Linked DNA regions of Anser cygnoides: region 1 is linked to region 2. The links are chromatin contacts, called in public Hi-C maps. All regions are on one chromosome and are shown on one strand. The core of a region is the stretch at or near the end of the contact, and the rest is flanking DNA. Distances in the headings are between cores, read along the strand shown.

Region 1 (3,950 bases), core at 709-3,208, 130 kb before region 2:
CTTTCCCAGTCACAACCACTGGGGGTGCCCACCGATGAGCAGCACAGCGCAGCAGCAGCAGGAAACGCGCTCCCGCAGGAACTTGCAGTCCACTACGCCACGTATGTCGCATGCGCCCTACCCTTCCGCTTCCCTTCAGGCAGCTATCAGCGGGCCTGTACTGAAAGGTGTTTTGCTTTGCACCTCAGGGACTGGGAGGCTGCCTTATAGGACCTTACTGGTAACAGCTTTGATGTTTAAGACCATTCATTGATCATTCAAAAGGATTTATAGCTGAACGAAAAGCTGACAAAATAGCTTTTACTTATCAGGGGGGGAAAAAAAATCCACTTACCATTAAAAAAAAGAAACAATTTAACTTACCAGAAGAAAAAGTTTCTAGTTACAGAGAAAAACAACAGCCAAGCAACAGTGTCTAGTATCCTACCCGGAGCTTTAAAGATGCCAGGCATTATTAAAACAAGAGAAAGGCAGCAAGAGGTTACCTTTCATCCTTCTCCTTACGGGACATCTTCCTGTTGTCTGCCTCAGAAAGCTTACGAGTGACTTCTTTGGAAACAGCGTCTTCTCTTTTCTGTGCCACCCTGTAAGAAACACCATTTTTGGTGAAGTTGCAAAATGAAAAAAAAATGTGACTACAGAAGTGGCATTTTACAGGGAAGAATAAAAGTCAGCCACGAACGATACTGAACAGCTTTGCCAGGCTGAAGGAACAATAAGCAGTAATTAAATTAGGAGCAGTGCTTGTCAAATGGAGTTTGTGGCAATACCCACTGAGACCAAGGGCAGTTCTGCCATTTCATTGTGCTGCTGGCTGACAAGGCTAGTCTATTCCCTAATTACACGAGAGGTAACAGAAACCAATTAGGATTTATGGGTACCAAAGAAGCCTGGCAAGTACACGATCCATGTGCCTTTCTCCCCCACGCTGAAGTTAACGGCCTCGTGGTAACAGGCAACAGCTTTAGGAAAAGCGTGAGCGGACATTTTGGTGTCACACCTTAAATTCCCATCAAGGACTTCCAATGGAAAAGGAGTCAAGAAGCGAAGGTCACGGTTAAACACCGCAGTTGTAACTTTTCCCCCTCACGCCGTCACAGCTTAAGATCTGTATCGGTGTAAGTTAATGCAATTCAGCAGCTAATGCAATCAATTGCGAAGACAGCAAAAAGCAAGACAAAGTGCTGGATGTCTTTCCACTTCTACATAAAACAGCTCATCAGAGTAACGTTTCACGTCTTCTTACTCATAAAAACAACGCAAACGTATTTCGCGACGCGTTAATTGATACGAGCCGCCGCGCTTACTTGTGCTTGAGCACAAACTTGACGTTCTTGTAGGCGAAGGCCACGAGGTAGGTGCTGATGAGGGTCATCACGCTGTACAGCACGGCGGACTGGACGAGATCCATGTGCCATATCCTCCAGTAAAGCCCTTCAGAAACGAACAGCGGGCAGCGTTAGCGCCTTATGGCCCCGCGCGGAGCCCCCGGCGCCCCGCAGCCCCCCCGGCACCCCGCAGCACCCCCCCCGCCCCCAGCCCGGCCCGGGGCCGCCACGTCGGCAGCGGGGGGGGGGGTGAGGACGGAGCCGGGCCGCGGGCAGAGTCCTGAGGGGGGAGGGGGGGGGCGCCGCTCCCCGGGCCCAGCTCAGCTCAGCTCGGCTCGGCCCAGTCCCGGTGCCGGTCCCGGTGCCGGTGCCTGCCCCCCGCGGCGCTCACAGATGGGGATGGCGGAGACGATGAATGCGTTGCCGAAGAAGAGCGCGGAGGACTTGGCCGAGAGGTTGCGGCTGAAGTCCTGCAGCAGCAGGTCCTCCTCCGACTGCTGCCGCCCGCCGGGGCCGCCCCTGGGCGCCATGGCCGCCTCACCTCACGGAGCGCCGCGGCGGGGCGGGGCGGGGCGGCGCGGGGCGGGGCGGGGCGGGACCCGTCGCTTCCGGGACCCGCCGAGGGGACTTCCGGCGGCGGAGGGGGCTGACAGGGACCGGGCACATGCGGCGACCCGGGACCTGGGACCTGGGTCCGGGACCTGGGACCGGGACCTGGGACCGGGACCGGGACCGGGACCTGGACCTGGGACCTGGGACCTCGGACCTGGGACCGAGACCTGGGACCGGGACCTGGGACCGGGCTGAGGGCGCCCCCGGTGCGGAGAGAGGAGCCTCGCCCCGCCTCACCTCGCCTCACCTCACCTCGCCTCACCTCACCTCGCCTCATGGCCCCCAGGTCCGCAGCACGAGGAGGGCAGGGCAGGGCAGGGCAGGGCAGGGCAGCTGGAGACGAGGTGGGTTCGTGTCACCGCCTGTACCCGTTATAACGAAGAAGAGACTTAGAAAACGCGTGTAAGCGGAGCGGGGCTCTGCTGTTCGGCCCCGTACCGAGCTCCTCTCACCGAGTGCAGCGGTGTTGTGGCGCACGCCGAGCGCAGCGTGAAGTTGGAACATCCCCAGCGTTGTGCTGGTACCTGCGGGGAGCGACGGGAGGAACGCGCCCGGTGCTGGGGCCGGCCTCCCTCCGTGGCACGGGGCTGTGCCTGCAGCAGGGCCCCGGGCTGCCCCGCAAGCTGGTGAGGTGAGGTGAAGCACGGTGACCCCGATGAGGAGAAGCACGGTGACCCCGATGAGGAGAAGCATGGTGACCCCGATGAGGAGAAGCGCAGTAACCTGCTGAGATGAAGCACGGTAACGCCAAGCACCAGCAGACCGAGCGGTGAGTACTGAGCCTGCTGTGCCCCCGCGAAGAGGCCGGGACCCGCCTCGCCCCTTCATCCACCCCCTTGCTCTTCATCACTCGGGTGGCAGCGCCACCCGCACGCAGGCACCCTGCTGTCACGGGTCTGCGACCGCTGACGGGAATCCCATCGCTTGGGAGCGTGTGGCAGGGGGCCCCGGGGTGGCGGCCCGGGGGGCTTCGGCTGCTGCCCTTTGGCGTTGTTGTTCGCCGCAGCTCTCGAGCAATCGGTGATGGCTCCCACACCTAGCTGGATTAAACTATTTGAGCTGTGCTTTCTTAATTTCTAAACGTTTCTGTGGCTGTCTGAAAACGGAGAAAAGATAAACTTGCTTAAAAGTAACAGAAAAGGAATTCAGACTGTTTCAATTAAATAATTTTCTCCGTGGGAATGGAGGTCATCAGAGGCATTTTAGTGGACGGTTGTTTCAAGGGCTTTAACCTTCTGAGCATGCACGTGTGTATTGCACGGGACTTTCTTGACAATCTTGTTTGTAAAACCCTTTAAAACCAAATGTGTAGTGGGTAACATCGCCATTCGATCAATATTATAGGAATTTCCTTATTGAAGTGTGTTGTTAGAGTTGTCAAAAGTAGTTGGAAAGCGCAGGACAGATTACGTGTAAGATTGTTTTAATATTCCGGCTTGTTGCCCGTGTTTTTGCACAGATTTCTTCCTCCGCTCATCTGGGTAAATGTGTGTTGTGGTGGAATGTAATTAAGTTTTTGTTCAGGGTTTGGGTTTATGTGAGCAGCACGGTAGCATTTCGGAACGCAGTCTGCCTGGTGCCCATCTGGCTCTCCGTTAAGATGAAGTGTGACTTTGTTTTGTGCAGAAGAATGATGAAAGACTTTTTTTTGGAAAAAACAAACAAGCGCTTTGATTTAAAAAAAACTCTTGGCACTGGGTAACAGGAATGTAAGCAGAACATCGCATACAACAAAACTGTCACCTCATGCTCAGTCTAAGTGTGTCGTGCTCGCTTCCCCAAAAATAAATTGGGACATGGACTTCTGCCAAAGCAATTCAAGTTTTTGTTTAAGTACCCAAATCCGTGTTGTGCTGAATGCATCTTATCTGAAGCTTTTTTCAGAAGCCACTGGGGACATGAGGCTTCAAAACCAGAGGAGCAATGGCTCTTGTTCCCAAGGCGAAACTTGTTCTGCTAACACAGATGTTGGTACTGTCAGCCTTGTAAGTTATGAAGAATGTTGCTTAC
Region 2 (4,044 bases), core at 163-2,662:
TCGAGTCATTAAAGCTGTAAACACTGTAGGCCAAACCATACTTGCTTCAGATTCTAAAACTGCTACTTCTAAAAAGTAATACTGCTATCGCTGAGAGAAGTTCAGCTTTCGTCTTTTGTAAACTGGTACTTTATTGCCACTATAACCCCATTTGGGTGGGTACACGCTACCACAAGAAAAGCATTAGGACTACTGAACACTGTTAAAAGACTAGAGAATATGCACCAACCCACTAATTGGCTCATCATACCTAGCACTACCTTTCAAGACCTACGAGACATCAAAAAAAATCAATTAATAGCATACCTAAAACTACAACCACGGACCTAAAACTACAACTGATACTCAAAAAACTTGTAGCTAAATAAATAATAAAAGAGGCTCTACCAAACAGTCAAAAGTAATGTTAGAAGTAGTCAGCACTGAGCTGTACTGCCTACATAGCAGCCAATGCGCGCTCCTTTCTCAATTTTAGGTCGTTGAACTTAGCCTGGAAAAATACTGTGGATTGAGAACTGCAGCGCACATTAGTGACGAAAGATGCTGGTGCCGAGATGGAAACTACTCTTACCTTTTTGCTCTTAGCTGGCGCAAGTGATGGAACACGTTGATCACATCCCTTATACGCCGAGGCGCCTCTTCGATTTTGGACGCAAGATTGATGCAGGCCATCGCAACAATCTGAAAGGAAGCCCATTTCCACCGGGTTATTTGAACGGCGATAAAAAATTAACGCTAGGTAATTAAAGAGAAGCGTGGCCTGAAGGCCTTCAGGGAGCGGCACAGCGCCGCGCCGCGCTCACCTCGAAGCTGTGCTTGACGAAGGACTTGGAGTAGAAGAAGCGATGAAACAGCACCTGCCCCGTCGCCATGGCCACCTGCGGAGACGGAGCGGCGGTGGGTCAGTGAGGGAGGCCGTCAGTCAGTCAGTCAGTCACTGAGGGAGGCCCTCAGCCCGCCCGGCCGCCATTTTGTGCCGGGCACCCGCCGCCCCCCCCCGCCCCGCCCCGCCGCGCCACAATGGCGGCCGCCCCCCCCCCCTCCTCACGGCCCGGCCCGGCTCAGCCCCCTCCCCGACCTGCGGCAGGCGGAGGAGGATGCCGGCCGCCTGGATGAGCTCGCAGCCCAGGATGCGCAGGTCGGTCTCGCACTGCAGGTCCAGGCCGTCCTGCATGGACGGCGTAGGCGACAGGCGCTCCTCGGGGATCAGCGAGTGGTCGATGGTCAGCGACACCTCCGAGTACAGCCGGTCGCCGATCAGGATACCCGGGGCGGCGGCGGCGGCGGCGGAGGAGCAGGAGGGGGCCGGCGGGGCGGCGGCTGTGGCGACGGCGGCGGCAGGGGCGGCGGCGGGGGGGGCCGGGAGCGCGGCGGCGGAGGCCATGATGGCGGCGCGCGTCCGCACCCGCGGCCGGCCACGCAGAGACTAGCGCGGCCCGGCGCCGTGACGCAGCACCCCGCGGCGTCCGCGCGGGGCACGCCGGGAAAAAAAAGTCCCCCCGCGCGCCGCCGCCCCGCCCCGCCCGGCCCTGACAGACTTTTGGGGGGGGGGGGGGGTGGCGTGAAGGGGCCCCTTCAAGCTTGTCCGTTCTCCGTAAGGAACTCCTTTACGCTCCAGATAATTTGGAGAAATCGCCCTAAAAAGTGAAATTCCTGCGTCCGCACCAAAGGGCGAGTCAAGGCGGCCGCCTCTCCGCACGCCTTACACCGCAGCGGGCGGGTTGTGACTGGAAGCGGCTCGCCCTGAGCTGCCCCAGCTGACGGTGCTTGGTGTTCCTGAGGGATGCGGGCAGGAGAACAACCCCCACGTCGGGTAACAGCGCACAACTGCTGTGGTGCGGCGCTGACGTGAGCTGGGCCACGCGACTCCTGGCTGAGAGCGCAGTCCTGCAGTGTTACCTTCCACAGGCGGGAGTGTGCGGTACTGACCGGGCTGCCGTGGCTATGCCCAGGATTTGGGAACCCACACACATACCCCAGAGTTGGGAACCCACACACGCACCCAGAATTTGGGTACACACGCACATACCCCAGAGCTGGGTACCCACACACATACCCAGAATTTGGGTACACACGCACGTACCCCAGAGTTGGGTATCCACACACGTACCCCGGAGTTGCGTACCCACACACGTACCAAGTATTTGGGCACCCACACACATACCCCAGATTTGGGAAGCCGCCCAGCCCTCGCTGCCCCCCATGCTGTCACACCCCGGTATCTCATGTCCCCACAGATCCCGGTGAGGATCCCTGCGGATTATCGGCCGTGCTGAACACATCGCCAAGCCAGTCCTGGAGGCTTCTGCGTCCCGTGGGTGCTCGCTGTGCACCTAGCCCATCGCACACAGACCTTGGTGCCAGCGGGCCGCCATCTGCACCCACTTTTCCTTACTAAAAACGTTATTTCTGCCAGCTGCACCAGTGTGGTAGCTCTTGACTACAGACACGCTGTGTATGATGCATTTATTTCTAGCAACAGGTTATTGAAGAGCGGGGAACGACCCCCTTTTTAGCAAGCTGTTATTACCGTAGTAGTTTACTACTGCAATTGTGTGCTGCTTGAGAAACAGTTCTGGCAAGCCCCAAGGGGGGCGGTGGGCAGCCGGGGCGCACCCCCACACACCCCATCGGTACAGCAGGGGTTCTACAGAGCCCAGCCCCGTTTCGGCAGAAGAGCTCGGCACAGAGGCGGCACAGCCGGGCCCCGGCTCCTCCTGGAGCCCGAGCCGCCGCTCCCTCACAGCGCTGCCGGCACCGAGCCCCCTCAGCGCCCCGCAGCAGCCCCTTCCCCGGCCGGCCCGCCACGGGGGCGGCGGAAGCGTACTTTCCGCTATCGCGTCACTTCTCGGAACGGCCGCGCCGCGCCCCGCCCGCCTGCCCGTCCGTATCCCTCCGCGGCCGCGCACCCGGCCGGGACTACCCGCCCGCAGGGAGACGCGAACTGCCAGGAAAGCCCCGCCCCCCCGGCGGGCAGCTTCGGAACCTGATTGGCTCCCGCGGTGTGATTGGCAGCGCCCCGCGCCGTCAGCGGGCCGCCATGTTGCGTGCGGGGCAGGGAGCGGCCGCTGTGGGGCCGTGTCCCCGGCCGTCCCCGGCCGGCTCTGAGGGCAGGCAGGGCGCGGCCATGTCACACAAAGCGCCACACTGCAGCCCCCCTCCCGCGGCCCCGGTGCCAGGTCACTAGCTCACCTGATCCGTCACCCCACGCCGCCTCACCGGCCTGCTGTGGGTTGTGGAGCAGGATAAGAGGCCGCGGCAGCGCTCCAGCAGGGATATCCCAACGCGGAAAGCCCTGTGCCCACGGGATCCGCTGTCTGAGAGCTACCCACGGCAGTTTGGTGCCTGTGTGTGGGCTGTGTCCGTCAGGAGTGCTCGCCGATGCAGTCGTGACCTTGTGGGACAGGCTGAGTGCTCTGGAAAGATATATATATATATATTTTTTTTTTTCCCACTGGTTACTGAGGAAGAGCAAACCTGACAGGAGCAGAGGGCTTGCACAGGGACAAGTTTGCCCAAACCCCAGAGGGCAGGGCCAGGTTGCCGTCTAACCCTTAACTGAGCAGAGCCAGAGCGATTCACTGCTGCCAGGGTTCGTTACGCTAACAAAACCTAGGACAGGAAGGAACGTTTGTGGAGAGATACAGATCCAAGGTTTTAATCAGTGACAGGAGATGGCTGCTGAACCCCCGCCTGCCAGGCTGTCGCGGGAGGGTCGCGCTGAAGGAGCCGGAGGAGCTGTGCCAGCAGCAGATGCTGGGCGGGCGGCTGGGGCACTGTCCTGTGTCACGGGGAGGGCGGTTAGGCAAACATTGCGAGTTTTACACGTCTTGTGGAGATCACCAAGTCCACAGTCCAATGTTTGTCTGTGAGCCTTCCTTTCCGTTTGTAGTTTGGGCTCTGAAAGCCAGTCTGTACCTATTACCAAAGTAGTGCTTTTTCGTAAGCATTTATTTGCTTTTCTGGTTTTTCCCCAGTCCTGGGAGGTGCTGTTCTTTGTGGCTCAGCATGGGTTCTAGTAGTTGGAAGGGTTAGTGTGCCCAC

What was found. Hi-C and Micro-C count contacts between places; a contact is called where the count stands out from the background.
Region 1: a Hi-C map of liver shows a contact between it and region 2, with 5 times the contacts expected there. The contact joins the promoter of TIPARP here to the promoter of CCNL1 in region 2. A contact is called at or near these places in 5 of 7 Hi-C or Micro-C datasets (fetal liver, granulosa cells and liver).

The regions. Positions count from the first base shown.
Region 1 is chr9:25,706,790-25,710,739 of Taihu_goose_T2T_genome, reverse strand. TIPARP (TCDD inducible poly(ADP-ribose) polymerase) reads left to right here and starts at 1,958. Exons shown (of 6, transcript XM_067002605.1): 1 at 1,958-2,226. The coding sequence starts at 1,993. It overlaps SSR3 (signal sequence receptor subunit 3), which reads right to left and starts at 1,913. Exons shown (of 5, transcript XM_067002614.1): 1 at 1,720-1,913; 2 at 1,308-1,434; 3 at 486-584. The coding sequence starts at 1,858.
Region 2 is chr9:25,574,125-25,578,168 of Taihu_goose_T2T_genome, reverse strand. It overlaps CCNL1 (cyclin L1), which reads right to left and starts at 1,412. Exons shown (of 11, transcript XM_067002730.1): 1 at 1,079-1,412; 2 at 804-878; 3 at 572-681. The coding sequence starts at 1,384. It overlaps LOC136791478 (a long non-coding RNA gene), which reads right to left. Exons shown (of 2, transcript XR_010833695.1): 2 at 2,461-3,416. LOC125182277 (a long non-coding RNA gene) reads left to right here and starts at 851. Exons shown (of 2, transcript XR_010833694.1): 1 at 851-1,138; 2 at 2,238-2,421.